Regions from separate parts of the Capsicum annuum genome. Here region 1 is linked to region 2. Evidence: chromatin contacts called from public Hi-C data. All regions are on one chromosome and are shown on one strand. The core of a region is the stretch at or near the end of the contact, and the rest is flanking DNA. Distances in the headings are between cores, read along the strand shown.

What was found. A called contact is a pair of places that touch in the nucleus more often than the background predicts.
Region 1: a contact with region 2 is called in a Hi-C map of placenta, with 2.2 times the contacts expected there. The contact joins the enhancer-like site here to the promoter of LOC107848174 in region 2. A contact is called at or near these places in 2 of 5 Hi-C or Micro-C datasets (leaf and placenta).

The regions. Positions count from the first base shown.
Region 1 is chr11:32,286,654-32,291,130 of UCD10Xv1.1, forward strand. No RefSeq gene overlaps it. Among protein-coding and RNA genes, the nearest start is that of LOC107848173, 26 kb to the left of the region's middle. Within about 2 kb of position 2,393, at least 5 of the 5 cell types and tissues checked have an H3K27ac peak or open chromatin away from gene starts, as enhancers often do. A contact at or near this core is called in leaf, where this site is marked.
Region 2 is chr11:32,253,597-32,257,945 of UCD10Xv1.1, forward strand. It overlaps LOC107848174 (pentatricopeptide repeat-containing protein At1g59720, chloroplastic/mitochondrial), which reads left to right and starts at 1,502. Exons shown (of 1, transcript XM_016692874.2): 1 at 1,502-3,504. The coding sequence starts at 1,629. The coding sequence ends at 3,434. It overlaps LOC107848173, which reads right to left. Exons shown (of 6, transcript XM_016692873.2): 5 at 3,909-4,349; 6 at 3,555-3,798. The coding sequence ends at 3,922.

The sequences.
Region 1 (4,477 bases), core at 1,143-3,642, 34 kb after region 2:
TTTTTGCTCAATAGGAACCGAAAAAAGAAAGTTCAAAATTAGTGATTATTTATAATCTAATTAAATTCACTTGTAAAATTTCCTAGATAACAAGATAATTTTCACAATTAGTATCATTTGTTATTCAAAGTGTGAAAATCATTTAGAAGTGAAAATCATTTAGAATCTCATAACGTACTGTCAACTAGATGGAGACATATGACTAAAAGTGTTACGGCTAAAGTTAAATTCATGATTAAACTTCAAATTGTAACAAATATTTATTTTTTATTCATAATAATATATAAATAATTTATATATATATATATATATATATATATATATATATTGGTTCGGTTTGGTTATTTTATCGGTTATTTTAGAGTAAAATCAAAACCAAACCACATAAGTATCGATTTTTAAAATTTAAAATCAACCCAAACCAAATGTCGATATTTTTAATCGATTTGATTTGGTTCGCGGTTCGGTTTGATTTTTAACCAAACCATGAACGCCCCTAACACCCACTATTTACACTGTATTTTTCTCTTTGAAGTACACCTTCACAACACAACACACACAAATATGCACTGTTACACACGCACACGTATATAAAAATTAATGAAAGAAATAAGTAGAAGAAACGATTTCCATCGAAAGTCGTTTAATTTTTCTCCCCGAAAATACAAACCCAGTGGTTAACTACTAAAAAAATTCGTCTCATCCTTTTTCCGATAAATTTCCATCAAAAATTCGCCGAAAAAATGTCCAGCAGTCTCTAAATCCATTCAGATCCGCCAGAAATATATCGCCACCAACAGTTCCGACCAACACTCATAATCGAATGAAAAATAGTAAAAACAAGGAGAAACCAATGAGAGGAGAGAAAAGACGAAAAGAAGAGAGATTGAGAAAAAGTGATCGAAAAAGAATAAGATTCATAGTTTCTGAATTTTTTGGTGAGAAACTCACCGAAAACTGATCGAAAATCGACCAAACCACCGTCAAAATCGCTGGTTTCCACCCCACACCACCCTGGGCTAAAAATGGCTCAGATCTGACCCTTTTAGATCAATTTCCGTGGTAGTTCGCCGGTAAAACGCTGCCGGTAGACTGCCGCTACTCTTTTTCCTTTCCTTTCCGCATATCCGGCGTCAAGCGACACCACCAGTAGCATACAACTGGTCCTATCCCCAATTTTCCGGCGACCCGTCGATCCCCTCCCTTCTCCCTTTCCCGTCGTTACTCCGGCATCCTCTACTGCTGCCATAGATGTAAAAAGAAGAGGGAACTAGAAAACTTATTATTGAATACGTATCTGAGAGGAAAAGGGATTTTATATTTCTTTTTGAAAAAAAAAATACCCAAGTCTCCATATTTGAGTATAATATAAATTATTTTTATTTAATAATTAGTGAAAAATGAAGTATGAATAAATTTGATACTAATAAAATTTATTATTTATTTCAAAAATTTTCGTGTGTGATTTGTCTTATGATATATAATTTGAGTTTTTTTAATTGAAAGAGATTAAATTTTGGAGGTAATATTAAATTTAGCGTAATATAGGTAGATTTTTTATATTTTATTATTTTATTAATAGAATTTAATAATTATTTATTGATTTAATTAATTATGTTAAATGAATTTCGCTTTAATTTATTATCAAGAATTTAGATAAATTTTAGACGCGTTTTAAAATATTCATCTCACTTAAGAATGCGGCATACACATCTTTTTGAGACATTTTAAAATTCAAGGATGCAATAATGCACCTTGACAAATATTTTTCTAAAATTAACTTTTCACCGATTTATTTAATATAAGATAATAGATAAATTTTAGAATAAATAAAATGAGCAATTTTAAGCCTTAACATAATTTATTAAAATCAAGATAAGTCAATAAAAGCGACCGTACTAGAACCATGGGACTCGAGGGATGCCTCACACCTTCCCCTCGATCAACAGAATTTCTTACCCGATCTTCTGTTTTCGTAGACCAATAAAGAGTCATTCCCTTTTGATTAGTGATTCAATAAGGTGACTTGAAAAATCATAACTCAATTCCAAGTGACGACTCTGTAAATAAAATAATTTCTATTCAAAATCGTCACTGGAAAAATCCTTCGACTCGATCTTTTGAGTGAAAAAAGGGTGTGACATATTGAAAAAAAGAGAAATAAAATAAAACAGTATTCCATTAAATATTTATTTTAAAATTATTAAATTCGAGAAATTTGTTAAATTAATTAAAAGAAATTTCGTCTTGACTTTATTCGAATTTACTCAATTAGGATTGTTTCATTAACATAAAATAACCTCTCCTTCTTTTTAAATTGGGCCAGCCCTTTCCATCAGCCCATAACATTCAGCAGCCCAATGCATACAAACGCATTGGCTTTTCTCCCAGCTTACCAGCCCACCAAATAACAACAAACCGACCCGGCCCATCCTTTTCTCCCTTAACAGCTTCCAAATAACTCCAACCTCAGCAATTAACGCTCCAACAACCACCACCGTACAAACGCATCAATAACAGCCGACATCGGCGAATAAAAAACTCCACAAAATAACGCAACAGTAAAACCCACTCAACAACATCGTTTACAGCGTTCAATATCAACGCAACTACACCCAGCAAGTAACGATAACCAGCAACAGCAAAATCCCAGATACCCAATTACCATTTTTGCCCGCCATTCAGCCGTCCATGGAAAAAAATAAATGGTTTTCATCTCTCTCAGTGATTGATTAACTTTATCAGGTAAAGAAATTAATTCTCAACAGCTTTTTGTTTTGTCTCACTGTGGACTTCAATTTCTCAAAAAATAGTTTCAAAATTTGGACTTGAAGTCCATATTTTTTCTCTTGAAGAGTCTAATAGTGGTAAGAAGTTAGATCGTCTCTTGTTCGTCATATCTTGATCTATTTGAAGTGAATTTGAATAAACAGTGATCCAGTAGTGAAGGACAGTGAACCAGACCTTCATATTTGAGTGGTTTATGTGAAATTCTTTTCATTATCATTTTTTTCTTTCTAAAATTAGTCCTTATCTCTACCATTAATACGTTATACAAGGATAAAGATTATCACTTTGTTTAAGCTTATTGCAAATTTTTTCAGTAAATTAATTGGTCTTATCATACGTATCCTTCATTTAGCATGAAATTAATTTTGTCACCTTCATTTTCTTTATATCCTCAACTAGAAAGTGATGTCTCTTTGATTGTATTAGTATGAGAAGAGCTTCTTCCTAAATGTTTTAAACTGATTGGTGTCAATATGCATTTTTAAAAAATATCAATTGGATGTACGAGTGACCTCTTGAATTTGGCATCGTGAAAACATGTTAATCCGCTATTTTCTTCCTGCTTTTGCTTCTTTTTAGAAGCTGAAAATGTCATGCGTGCGAGCATATTTATTTTGTCTTCTTTTATGGATTTAAGTATGTTATTTAACATCCTGTATGAAGTGTTCATGTGGAGATACTATAATCTACCGGGATCTTTTAATATCAATGCAATTGGCTTGGTTGGAACAAATTGATTAGACTTGATTAATGTTCAATGTTCCCGAATTTAATTATGCTGAGTTTGCTGAAGTTAAAGAATTCTCCCTTTCTTTGTACACGTTATTAATCCTTATCTTTTCTTTATTTTGCATGAACTCTTCCGGATGAGTCCAATGGGACTTTCCATATCCTTGCATTCGAACGCCGTGTCGAGCCTCCAAAATTGGACTGATGTACATAGGATAGCACAAGTATACAAGCTGGTATACACGGAAAACAGTAGCTGCATATTATCACACGATTTATGATGGAAAGTGAAGGGGAAATAAGCAGTCCTCGACGCTGATAAACAGTGTATATGCAGTGATATATACAAAAACGTTGAGATATATACAGCTGGTGTACATTTCAGAAAATGGACCCAAAGTCCATAATTCAAAGCCCAAAAATGGGCACTTTGTTGATGGGCCAATTAAGGGCCCAATTTCAATTCTTGTATTGTTTATTTGTGCTAACTAACATTTGTAAATTAATTAATCTAGGTCGATTCCCTAAGATTTTGTCATTTTATTTTATCTTTGTTTCCTTTACTTAATTCATGACTTTTTTCACCTAATTTATATTGTTTAAGACGAATTAAAATTGTTTCTTTCGATTTTCTCCTTAAAACAAGTCTTTTAAAAGTGAGTAATTTATTTTAATATGACATTTATTTTTTCATATGACTAATAGTCTATTTGGATTAAATTAATTTTCTTCAAACTTAAGAAACTAAATTTTCTTATAAATTTTAACTTTTCATGATTAATAAGAGTTCTCAATTTAATACTCTCTTGACATTTTTCCAAAGGTATTTTCTACAACATAATCGACTTTCTCTATAATAAATAATAAGAAGAAAATAATTTCGTAATCTTTTCTTTCTCCACGAAAGCAAAATCATTTACCTTTTAAGTCCGGAAAATTACAATTTAATTCAATTCAA
Region 2 (4,349 bases), core at 252-2,751:
ACATTTGACACAACTTTAATTTAAGGCCACAAGATTCAAAAGTTTTCTTTATTTACTTAAACATTGTACCAAGTCAAAGTAGGTCATTCTTTTTTAAACGGAGGGAGTAGCAAAAACGTTTATTTGGGCATTCACATATACTTTTTGAGAGAATTAGTTAAAAGAACTCCTTAATTATTTAATTATCATTATTTTGTTGGGTAGTGTTCTTGTAACTCCATTACTACAACTCTTTTAAATTTATGTTTTAAAAAATCTGATTGAATATATAAAAAAAAAATGTATGGGATAAATTTTTAAAAGGCACATGTGAAAAAGGTCAAAAAATCAACACAGAATCAAACACAAAGAAGAGTAAAAGGAAAAAATAATACAAAAGCAACACGGAAGCAAAATTAGATTTGTTCTTGAAATGTTATTTGCTTTTTCAATTGAGATGAAACGATACTTTGAATCAAAGTTTAATCAAAAATATAAAGGTATATTATCTCCTGCTTCAACTGATAAATCCAACTAAAATAGCTATATCGTCAATTCAAAGGAGAAAAATGAATTTGAATATAATGTAAGAAAACTCTGTAACAATGATTTGCCCAGAAGGAAACGAAGAAGCTCAACCTCTCCAACTGTTTTGAAACATCTCAAAATATGATGTCATAGACATAAGAACTTCTACAATTTTATACAAGTCTGAATATGTTAATACACTAGCTGAACTGAAAGATAAGAAAATAAAATAGAGAAAAGAAAAGAGTCCACCTAACATAAGAGCTAAGAACAATCGAAGGGGTTAATTTAAATAATGAAAACACAAAATGAGGATTATTTAAGGAGCTACTAACCTATTCACTCAAATATTTGTTTCCACTTATGCTGTCACTGGTAATTCTTTGGAGGAGTTTCTGAAACATAATTTTTCTGCTATTAATAATGTTTCCACTTATCCTCCAGCACAACTTAAACCCTTATCCGATATGCTCAGCCATTTGAAAAAGTCTCACATGTTTCGAGAAATTTTAATTGTATAACAATAACATATCCCATGTATTTGCGTAAGTGTTGAATGGTAGAGTTGTCACGCTCCAAACCCCAAGAGGTGCGATTGGCACCCAATGCCTCACTTGATTGAGCAAACTGAAAAACACCCAACCAAATAACACAACTTGTGACAAATCGAGGCCAAAGAGGCCCAAATGACACCAATCATTCATAATACAGAACAAAAAATTAACAAAGCAAACCGACGAAGTACAGTGTTATAATAAAAATTCTCAAATTTAGACTCAAGGACGAAAGGCAACCTTAACCACCCACAGTGCTACAAGAGTGTACACATTACCTTTATCCCATTGAAATAGAGACGTCGATTTTGATAGACCTTTCAAATAAAACATATTCAACCAATTTGGAAAAGAGAATACAAAAATAAGAATAATAACAATAACAAATTAACACGGAGTGAAGCGCAATATACAACATACAAAGGAAAGATCAGTATGATAATAAAATAATGTGATATACGAAGCACACAGAAATATCGGTGATACCCAAAACAACTAAAAATAAAAAGAATAATAGTTCATTGGGCAATTTAAGCACTCACTCTCACGTGGCACCTAGGAAAAAAGATGATTCTATCAACTACACCGCCAAGACCAACAACAACTCTCCCCAACAACACTAGTGAACATCGACACCATATCCTCCAAATCTTAACACAATGCACTTCCATTTCTCAGCTCAAACAAGTACACGCCTATACTCTTCGTACAACAACTTCACTAGACCACCCCGACACACTTTTCCTCTACAGCAGAATTCTCCATTACGCCTCGTTGAATGATCTTGATTATACTTTTAAACTCTTTGGTCATTTACAAAACCCGAATTCGTTTGTATGGAACACTGTTATTAAAGCATGTGCATATAGTAATGATCGTAAAAGTGAAGCGTTTCTGATTTTTCATCAAATGGTCAAGAATCTTGAGCCTGATAAGCATACTTTCCCGTTTGTGCTTAAGGCTTGCGCTTATCTTTTCGCGCTTTCAGAAGGGAAACAGGCACATGGGGTTGCTTTGAAACTTGGGTTTGGTTCGGATGTGTATGTGAATAACAGTTTGGTTCATTTTTATTCGAGTTGTGGGTGTTTGAAGGATGCGCGGAAGGTGTTTGCTAAAATGCCTGAGAGAAGTTTGGTTTCGTGGAATGTTATGATTGACGGTTTGGTTAAGTCGGGTGAGTTTGAAAATGCGTTGAGAATGTTTGAGGAGATGCAGAAGGTGTTTGAGCCTGATGGGTATACGATGCAGAGTGTTCTTGATGCTTGTGCGGGGTTGGGTGCGTTGTCGTTAGGGATGTGGGCTCATGCTTATCTTTTGCAGAAGTATGAGAGCTATTTGGATTTTGATTTGCTTGTGAATAATTGTTTGATTAATATGTATTGTAAATGTGGTTCGTTGGATATAGCTGTTCAGGTTTTCGAGAAGATGAGTAGACGTGATTTGAATTCTTGGAACTCAATGATATTAGGATTTGCAATGCACGGGGATGTTGATCGAGTGTTTCGTTGTTTTAACCAAATGGTTAGTAAAAGAGTAATGCCTGATTCGATCACATTTGTTGGTGTATTGAGTTCTTGTAATCATAGGGGCTTGGTCGATGAGGGTCGTAGATATTTTGATAAAATGTTTTCCGAGTATAAGATTAGGCCTGTCTTAGAGCATTATGGTTGCCTAGTTGACCTTCTGGCACGTGCGGGGCATATTGATAAAGCTCTTGATGTTGTGTCAAACATGCCAATGAAACCTGATGCAGCAATATGGAGGAGTCTTCTTGATGGTTGCTGCAAGAAAAATGCTGACATAGAGTTCAGTGAAGAAGTGGCTGGGAAAGTAATTGAGTTGGAAGGTAGTGATACTAGCGGAGTTTATGTTCTTCTGTCAAGAGTATATGCAACTGCTAACCGATGGGACGAGGCTGGAATGATTAGGAAATTGATGACCGATAAGGGTATTAGAAAAGATCCAGGTTGTAGTTCCATTGAGATTAATGGCGGTTTCCATGAATTTTTCGCTGGAGATACTTCTCATTTGCATACTAGAGAAATTTACGAGTTTTTGGATGTTATAGAAGAAAGACTCAAATCAGCAGGATATGTTCCTGACCTGTCACAAGCATCAACAGTTGATGAACTTGATAATGGGAAGAGACAGTCACTTAAACTGCACAGTGAGAGACTTGCCATTGCTTATGGACTTCTGAAACTAAAACCAGGTACTCCGTTACGCATTTTCAAGAATTTGCGTATATGCAGTGACTGTCACAATGTAACCAAATTGATTTCAAAAGTCTTTGATGTTGAAATTATTGTTAGAGATCGTGTACGGTTTCATCACTTTAGGAATGGGTCCTGTACCTGCAAGGATTATTGGTGAAAACTCAAAATTATGTATACAAACATTTATAAATTCAATTGTCAATTCATACGCTTCTATCTTGGACTGCTAAATTACCCTTTGTATGTTGAAGATTTATATACATGAAATACCACCCCAATCAAAAATATAATTCTAATTAATATGGCTCGAAACTTTTATTTCCAAACTTAGCATAATTTCCTTGATCATCAGACAGAGAACGAAATTCTAGAAATATAAACCATATAATAGGTAGGTATTCTTCAAACTTTATCTAATAACTACTATGTAAATTAAGTTTTCAGTCTCTATAGAATTGGTTGAAGGAGCTTTATTCCCCATGAAAATATTTTCACTCTAGGTCTCAAGTTGTAGCCTATACCTGCAAACAAGAAATTGAAAAAAATATCATGGCATCAAAATACAACCTCCAAATATCAAAGAAAGCATCAGCTCAATTGATTTCATAACATTCATAAGCAATTGAATTACCGTTGTTTTCAAACTAATTCTTGCGTTTTGGAGAATCCTTCTTCAAGTGTCCCTTCTCGTTGCAAAAGAAGCACTTCAGGTTTCCATGATTCGGTGATTTCTTTCCCTTTTGTTTCCCTTCATTTGGTCCTATTCCTTTATAATCTTGTGATACTAAGTGAACAGATAGCAATCCTTCTCTCTTTAACCGTTCCTCCTCTTGAACACACATTACAATGAGTTCATCCACGGTCCATTTCTCCTTATTTGTGTTATAGCTAATTTTAAACGGACCGAATTGTGAAGGAAGAGAATTGAGAATGAATTGCACCAAAAAGGATTCAGAAATGATCATATCCATCGATTTAAGTTGTTCTGCCATATCAGCCATTTCCACAACGTGCTCGCGCACACCGCTAGTCCCATTATATTTCTTAGTAGTAAATATTTCCATGAGCGTAC